Linked DNA regions of Drosophila melanogaster: region 2 is linked to region 1. Evidence: chromatin contacts called from public Hi-C data. All regions are on one chromosome and are shown on one strand. The core of a region is the stretch at or near the end of the contact, and the rest is flanking DNA. Distances in the headings are between cores, read along the strand shown.

What was found. A called contact is a pair of places that touch in the nucleus more often than the background predicts.
Region 2: a Hi-C map of the Kc167 cell line shows a contact between it and region 1, with 1.9 times the contacts expected there. The contact joins the promoter of lncRNA:CR45564 here to the promoter of CG34347 in region 1.

Annotation. Positions count from the first base shown.
Region 1 is chr3R:31,308,927-31,313,534 of dm6, forward strand. CG34347 reads left to right here and starts at 2,231. Exons shown (of 17, transcript NM_001382074.1): 1 at 2,231-3,005.
Region 2 is chr3R:31,685,891-31,690,498 of dm6, forward strand. lncRNA:CR45564 (long non-coding RNA:CR45564) reads right to left here and starts at 2,636. Exons shown (of 2, transcript NR_125309.1): 1 at 2,617-2,636; 2 at 2,088-2,559. lncRNA:CR45565 (long non-coding RNA:CR45565) reads right to left here and starts at 3,988. Exons shown (of 1, transcript NR_125310.1): 1 at 3,238-3,988.

The DNA.
Region 1 (4,608 bases), core at 981-3,480:
AGCGGAAGTTCGAACAAAAAATTTGCCACACTAAACTGGTTATTTAATGTTGCACAGAGAGATTTTAGAATCTTAAAGCAGGGAAATTGAAAAATACAAAAGTGATCAGTTATCACGCCTTTCCATTCAGTGGCTTGTTTTTATGATCATTACCACGATGTAGCTCGTCAATTTCTTTCAGTGCACACTTTATTACGAAGCCACCAGTTCAATGTCCTCGGTGGGCGTGTCGATTGACTTTGAAATCCCCCAGCTTCTTCTTCGCTTCGTTTTTTTTTTAGCCTGAGAATGTGCATTAATGTCTGCAATGATCGAAAACTGGCACTTGAATGAAGTCAGCCAGTCAGTCACACACTCAGTAGTCACTCGCCCCGCGAAACTGAAAGTTTTAAGCCCGGCCTGACATACAATTATTAGTTTAATTCCCAGCCGACTTTCTCGCTGAGTCAACGACTCTGTTTGTATCTGCGACTCAGTCAACCCAGTCAGCTGTAATTGATCACGATGCGACAAATATTTATACAAGAAAACAGAGCCGCAGTATCGCTAAGCTGCACAAATAAACACGCAGAGCGGCAAACTCGTATTAAGCGATCAATAATCGTGGTAAATACGACACTGTGACGCCAGAGGGGCGATAAGGCCAGAATTATGAACGCACAATCCGCTGAGATTGGGAAGGCAACCCGATGGCAGAGACTGGTTTTTGGGCCTGGCTCGTTGCAGATAAACAATAGCAATAGAAGAGCTTAGACTTTGGGTAAGGGTCAAATGCCGGGGGCATTCCTCTGTGCAGGGGAAGGCGGCGGAAAAACCGCAGAGCAGGAGGATGTGCCTTCGCCTTCGCCTTCGAGTGGCCCCTGCGCAATGATGATGATGATGATGATGAGCATAGCAAATACAAATTATGGCTGAAGAGCGCTACGTAAATACTGCAATCATTTTAATAGACCAAAAACGGCGGCGCATAAACCATAAACCAAACGCCACAGAGCCACAAAGAGGAGGCATCTCCGGACCCTTGGACAAAAGTGGACAGCCGAAACTAACTTTTCTATGGGAAGTCGGAGTTAAAGGCGTTTTGCGATGCTGCAATGGTGCACTGTTGCACTGTTGCACTGTTGCAATGCAGCAATGTTGCAACAAGCTGGCACGCGAGCGGCGAAAATTGCTAGCGAGCCCATGATGCGGTTTCCCGGCACTTGCCCAAGTTAAGCAGGGAAATTAGCGTAGATAAATATTTCCGAGGAAATTCCACAGCTGATGACCACTGATCGATAGGCAGGGGGGTGTGTATTTTGTCGATTTCAGTTGCTGGAGGACAGCGAATTCCGATGCGTCTCGGCCACTTGCGGTTTGCAAATTGCTGGCGAGGAAGGAGTACTCTTCTGCGCGGATCGTCAGGCTTCTTTTCCCGGATCATCGACGTTCTATGGGGTGATTTCTGTCTGATAGACAGCTACAAGCGCACTTAAGGCCGCTTGATGAGGGGCGGCATGGGCATGTATCTTTAGCTATCACTCGGCGTGCAAGATACAAAGCAGATGCTGACTAACCCCAGTCGTAGTCCCAGCACCCCTCTCCGCAGTCTGAAGCATCTCCCCCCCCCCCCCCCAGAAGAACTCATCCAAATCCAACTGCCGCCCCTGTCAATTCCGTAGCATTTATTTTCGTCGCCGCCACTCGAGTCTTTTCCCCCAGAGTTTGTGCTCTCGCTGTGCGCATGCGCTCTCCAACTCTACACACATCTCGCGGTTTGTTTTGCTACAGTCATTCGTAAATATACTATAAATAGTAGTTACTGTAAGTGTATATATGTGCAAACAATATTGGTTAGGATACAGCAAGATAGGAATTAATATAATAAGATGTGCTGAGACATAAGGTAGTACATTTTAAAAATTATTTATTATTATTCACACATATTACAACATTAATTTACCTTCGTTTTTTATCTTTTACTTTATTTTCGTAAGTGTTTATCTGGAATCATTCCTGCAATACAAGTCTTAAGCCGTACTTAGCGCCACACCACGTGCTGGCGGCGCTCTCTGCGGCCATCTCTCCATGGCTCTCTCTTTGCCAGCCGGCATTCGAAACTCTCCAAAGTTGGCGCCAAAAGTGCCGCCTGCTCCACTCCGGAGTCGCAACACCATCCACACTCGCGGTCCACCCCAGAAACAGGTTCCACCCGGGGGCTCAGCCAGGCGGCTCCAAGTCGATGCTCGGCCAGTTGCTGTTGGACCGTCGCACGTAACGCACGCTGCAGCGGAACTACTGAGTTTTGGTTCGGATCGGAATTCGCATCGAGTTTGGGCTTCGGTTTCGGCTGCTGTCGGATTTATCGGTCGTTTTGGTCCGCTTGATCGGTTGGCCAACTGCAAACTCGGCGGCCTGCATTCGGCAGTTGTGATTGATGGACTGCAGTTGCTCCGCAAACTCTGACCTCTGACCCCGGACAATCATCAGGTTCTGTGACTTGAAGGGCACTTTTTACGAGGGTCTCGCTGACCGATACCAAAAAACGACCATCAACGGAGAATATATCAAATAAAAAGTCCAATTTCGGTTTCTTTTTGTTGCCGGGTTTTCGATTTAGCATTTCGCATTTCTCGAGCTTGTCGACGTCGTGTGCGCGGTCTTCATAAATTATACAAGAGCGCATTTTGCGAACGACTTGCAAATAAATAAGCATTTACGCTTTTATTATTGCCCGGCGTGTGTGTGTTCGTTGTTGGTGAGTGTGTGTGTTTTTGGAGCGGGAGCGGGAGCCGCAGTTCTTCGGAAAAAGCTCCCATGTGGCGCAAGCCGGAGGAATAAAATAAAACCGAACCGAGCGTTCCCCTACTTAAAATATCATCTTTGCATACAATCAACATCTAGCCATAAAAGTGTCTTCGTCCTATGAGCATTCCGGTATCCGCTCTGATTTGTGTGTGCTGATAAGCCAGTGATTGCCCCAAAACGCGCTCCTCGCAGACCCCATATAAAGATATCTCAAGCAGGTAAGCATGTGGTACGCCGCCCATAACTCATCACGCACATTGAACCAGCCGAAGTGCAATGACATCGCGTCGTCATTATGCAAATGTGTAAATAGCGAAATGAGCAGCGTGTGCCTGCATCCTGATGCGTCCTCATCTTAGTCATTATAATCATCGTATCGCTGCCCAGCTGTGGGGCTTCCAGCCGCAACGATCTGCATAATTGGAGCACAGCTAGCTGGGTGTCTCTAACTGGCTCTAATGAATAAATAAGTGCCACTAATAGTTTTCGCACTTCCTGTTCTCGGCCATCAAGTTGCACGCGTTCTCGGCAGCAGGAATTGAATCATCTGCCACATCTGCATCGTCTGCATCATCAGGCCGCAACAAGGCAGCGTCCTCCATGCTGACAATATTTAATTATGAAGCTGCGATGGCGATAACCTACCTGTCTGACTTCTTTTGCTATTTGTGCCTGACATGCAAGAGTTCTGTGGCGGGTATGCACTGAAAAAAATCTATACGCACCCAAACAAACAGTTTATTGCACATTAACGTATTGCATAAAATTCTTAACTTAGTTAGAGAGTTCATTGTTGGTTCGGGATTGTTGACAATGACAAATATCCACTCAAGTATTTTCTCCTGGTGTGGGCAAGTCAATTCCGCAATTGTGGTTCTTGCAACAGCAACATTAACTGCTGATGCTGCTGCTGCTGCTGCTTCTGTGTTGCGTTGTGTTGTCGTTGTCAACGTCATCATCGTTGGCATAATCATTTTCGCTGCTCTTTCCCACACAAATCGGCATGGAAATGTTTTCATTTGGCGCATTTACTTTTTCCAACTTTTGAGCGAGGCAAAATGAAATTCTTGCCACCGAATTGTCAGCAGTTGCCATGGCAAATGTTTGCGCAATTATTATTGCAAACTTCTTCCGATGCTTTGAAATGTCTTTTTTATTTTGGAGAGATTTTTTTTTATTAGTTCAGGATATGACTAGCTATGATTTGATGGCATGGTTATAAGCTACATACATACATAAGTGCAGCTGTGTCACACCGCGTGTTTCGCCGGCCGAATTTCGCATGGAAAAAAACATTTCCTGTCCAACAATGTTGTGCAACGGATGCCCCATCATAGTTTCCCCAGATAAACATCAGCCAGACAACCAGAACACTCGAATGACTTGCGCAAGTAGGCAGAGTGGGGAAAAAGTGAGCACAAAGTAAATACAATTTTTCACGAACGAATTTTCCCGACTTCCTCATTTGCTTATCAGGCTGGGGAAGATTCCCCCGCCGCCGCTTGATTTCACTCACGCAGACTCATCAACTTTTAATTAGCTGTAATTTGTAAATTCAACGTCAAACACCGACCACGCAGTCAGTCAGTCAGAAGATGTCGCCGCCGCCTTTGAAGTTGCCGCAAATGCGGATGGCGATGATGATGTTCGCCACACTAACAGATTGCTGATAAAAGCCACCCCCCCCTACCGACCAACATTTCTCCATCACAAATCGCCTGGTTAACCCTTTCAGCACCTCTAATCGCCGGCAAAGCCAGGCCACGAGTCGCGGTATTCTTCTAACCAAAGCTGCAAAACGCCCATCCATCAGTGATGAGC
Region 2 (4,608 bases), core at 1,386-3,885, 380 kb after region 1:
TAATGAGCTCTCCGTGGCAAGGGCGTTACGGTGGCTTATTTACGACAGCCGCCTGGATTTGTGCGGTGCACTGTGCGTGAACCTGTTACAGTGAAACCCACAACTCAACCCCCTGGGATTTCTCCCGCCGCCGTTGACATTTTCCCATGATTCGTCACTCAGGTGGTTGTGCTTTCCAAGCCTGTTGCATAATTTGTCAAGTGATTTTATTGGCCGGGTAGATGATTTTAATGGCAGGCTGTACTGCATGCATACTAATGAAGTTGATGTGATTTTCAGTGAATTAGTATCAGAATAAATGATCGATGATTTTGAAGAGAAAATCGAAAATGCTATGTAGTGAGACCTATAATAATGTAGCACAAAACAACAATCATATAGAGTAGAATTCTAAGCATTTTTTCTTAGTTACAGAAAACGCTTGACCAGCAATTAAGAGTGATCTCTCATGATCATCTTTTAATGGATCTCCTGAACGTTGAGGACTTTGGAACTCATCGCAGATCGTAGGAGCGAAGGCCATTAATCATATTATAGGAATCCCACACAGTGCGTCTAACCCTTGGCCACAACGGAAAGTCAATGACCGACGTACCATCGCTCCCAGAATCTCCAGCATAACGCTCTCTGGACATTTTCGGCAACAGATCGGCTCATTATTAATCCTCAGCAGCGCAGAGACCTGGCCATCGTAGATGTGTACCTCGGGTATGGAATGCGCGAGCGTGAGAGAGACGGTCTGGCCACTGCCATTTCCATTCCCATACCCATTCCCAGCATTTCATAGGGTTAAAACCCACGAGCACTTTTGTCTGTCTTTCTTTTTGGGCGATCATCAGACAATAGAAAGCTAGACGAACCAGCAGGCGAACCAGAAGAAAAGGCAGGGCAGTCAGGAAGAACCACGCCGCAGAAGGGGCCTCCGGAATGGGACGACGTGCTCGGGGGGCTCGGGGGTCTGTCCGTTTTTCGGTCGTTGAACTGGGAGCGGAGGAGCGGAGCAGCGGAGAGGTGAGGAGCGGCGATCTTCGCTTTCGAGAGTCGTAACAGTAAACAGTAAAAACGCTTCAAATGCGTACGACTGGCGGTGGAGCAGCGAGTCTGGATTTTTGAGACCGACTTGGACGATGGGCTTTCTTCTTGGGCTGTTATGACGGCTGGTTGTTGTTGCCTTTAAGGCCGCAACCTGTTCAAGCACTGGAAAAAATAATCCAAGACAGGAAGATTTAAAATGTTCGAGAAAGTGCCAATCCAAAATGAGCCTATCTCACCAGTATAATGGTACCACCTCGATTAATATATTTTAATATTGGCTTGCATTTATGTTTTTTTTATTCCTTTTTTTCTGAGTGTATGCCTTTGGATCGGTGCCCTGAAACCTGAGACGCGTTTAGGACTTTGGCCCACAGCTACGCCCGCAACTTGATGGTTATTTACGAACCTGTTGCAGTTGCTGCAGGCAACCCGTTGGGGACTGAGTGCATATATAACCTGGTGGGTGGGGGGAGGTGTGTTGGGTGGCATGGCGGTTCCGACAAATGGGCACACGCCCAAAGCACCGAAAGCGTTGTCCGTTTGGCAGGCGGCGCACCTGACGCTTCGTCCAAAAGTGGAAAGTAAACTTTACATGGCCGGCCATTTACATGCGTCGCCTGGTCCCGCTTCTCCGCACCCTCCCCCCACGCACTTACACGTCGCTCCTCCCTTCGAAACCCCCTTACGCCCCCCCCCCCCCAAAATCCCCTTCCTTCGGTATCTTTCTCTTTATGTTGAAAGCGTCGCACATTTGTATTTTATTTATTTTTATGATACCCGTTGATTTGAAAGAAACCCTTTCTCCGTCGCTCTTTCGCCGTATCTCTCCGATTTCTCTCCTTTCCGCTGCATTCTTGTCTTGGGATTGCGTAAAGTTACCGTTAGCTGCTTGGATTTGATACGTGCGCCTGTGTGAGTATGTAAATGGAAGCGTGGGACATGTGGGCCATCACTAACCGCCAACCCAATGCGGTTAACTCACGGTTGGCCCGTGCACAGGAAGAAACAAGAGTGCAGTTCCTTGTAACTTTAACTAGATACAAGTATGAAAAGTGGGTTTGATACATTTTAAACACATTACAAGCGCTCATTTTGCAATATTGTAATATATTCGGAAATATTTTATTTTCCAGTGTGCATTGTGCGCTGATCAACGACGCCGCTGAAGTTGTTGGATTTTGGGCCAGCTGAAGAGGCACAGCATCCGCTAGAGTTCCTCATTTGACTTCTAGGTGCGCATCCGCCTTCGTCTAGTGGATTCGGATTTGGATTCGGCTTTTGGACCTCGACTTCATCAACTCGTTTTCCGACGTTGCGATTGCTGATGTACTGCCGTGCTTTTGATGCTGCTGCTGCCTCGGTGTTCTTCTCCTTGGCTGCTTCAGCGTCTGGTTTCCCACTCATTTGCTTAATTTCAATTTCGTTTCGTTTGCCATTTATGGCACAATGACCATGAACGGTTGTTAGACAGCTGTTGGCGGTGTTGGTGTCTAATATCATTTAATTTTTGCGCGGAGGATGTAACTGCTTATTCAAAATAGATACAGCGATAGTTGTACACCGAGCTGGGCGTCTACATACCCAAATATCCCCGTTGCAATGAGATCACCAGGGGCAGACAACGCCCTTTGCGATCGCTTTCCCCAAAAGCACTTGATCCACAGAGATCCAAAGAGCTTTTTCTCCTGAGTGACTCATTCGTAACCGCAGTACCTGCGGGGGATACAGTAAAACCCCCATAACTGAACGATACTAGTTAATAAAGACGCCATATGTGTTGGCCGAAAACTTTTATAAATATATTTATTTGTTCAAATGTATCCTTCTGATCAATCTCTCTGTCTGATAAAGTTGCGGATGATTAATTTTTTGTAGTACATACATGAAAATGTAGAGTACGTTCAAATAAATTTCCTTTAAGCTCAACTGGAAAAGATTTTTCGCAGTAGTTGTCAAGGTTTAAGTACAATAAATCTTACAAATCCACTAGTATGAAATACAATTATTTTTTTCTACTGTAGGGAAAAGCTTTTTGTGGCGAAGAAAGGACGGAAGAGCTCCGCCTCAGCCGACGCAATTGAGCCACGAGCTCAGCGCTTGACACATTGCATTTCATTAACCAATTAACATAATTAGTGTTCATCAATCAATTAATAATTCCGCTCAGTGCAGAGCGAACCGCTTGTTTCGAGAGCGGAGTCCGCAGGCATAAATCAAAAGTCGAAATACACTTGTTGCGCCCAAGAAAAAAAAACAACTTGGAAATCCCACCTCATAACAATAACAATCCCTGCTCCCCAAGTCTCCACTGAGCTGAGCTTTCCGCTTGGAGAGTTGGCTCTCAGGCTCTCTCCGAGCTATTGAGTTTCCTGGTATTGGTTAGAGCAGAGTGGGGCAGAGTCGAGCCCGAAACTCTCCAACGATCGCTCAGTTGGCGTTGGAGATCGAGAGCGAGTGAGAGAGGGCGGCCCTGCGCATGTGTGTTGCGATGTTGTGAGGAAAAGGGTTCTTGAACTTAAAAGGGGTCAAAACATAAAATGAAACTCGAAGTGCCTTGGCACATAGGCAAACCGAGCTCTCCTCTCTACTTTGCTCGGGTGTGCCCATGTGTTGGTGTCTCGGCATTTGTGTGCTCGCCTGTCTAGGCGCGTGTGTGTGCGGGTATCTGTGCGAGTGCCTGCTGCTCGTCATGCTGCCGCTGCTCTGCCGCTGCGCTGCCCTCGCTATTTCCTCCGTTCGCCTTGTCTCTCGTCTATTCCGTTTTCTATTTGATTTCTACCTGTTGTTGTTTTGGCTTAAAGCCTGCTCCCCTTTTACAGCGCCTGGCCCCCTTCGCCCCGTCGGTCCTCTCAGCCAGCTCGAAGGCACGCACTAGCCGCATGCCTACACTCGCCAAAAACATATTCGAATCCTAAATATATGTACAAGTATTTAGGATTAAATGAATTCGACACCTGCTATTATATGAAATACAGTGGAACTACGCTTACTAGGTGGGAAAGCTTGAATGTTAAATTATCAAATACTGAAGCAGGTGAAGTTCCTGTTAAGTAATTTGGTACGATGTGTATGCACTAAAAGGTTTGGATATATTCTATAGAAAAGTAGTCATCGAATAGTAATAGTAATCCTGAAGAAAACAAATTTCCCCTCTCTGTAAACATGCGTTAGGCTTAGCTGGAATTTGGGTTGCTCCTCCTTGGCGAGCATGAAACTTTTTCGTGTTTACCACTTTTCTCGTAAACAAGACGACTTGAGCTCATCGTGGCTATTTTTAGCTGGGGTGCGTAGGATCGCATCGAAACAGATCCGTTGACCCAAAATAAAGGCCCAAAAGACGTGGCGGGATGGGTCTTCGTTTTGGCCAGCGAACAGGAGTCGCTCTCATCGCCGTGAACCATTTGTGTAAACAATATTATTTATGACGCTACCCCATTCCGATCCGGATCCCTAGTCGAAGCCCCGCGAACCCCTCGCCCGGTCTTCTGTACTTATTGCTATTTACAATTCCATTCCTTAGGTTTCGTTTTACTTCGTTTCGTGCCTCCATTTGTCCGTAGGCTCCTTTCTCCC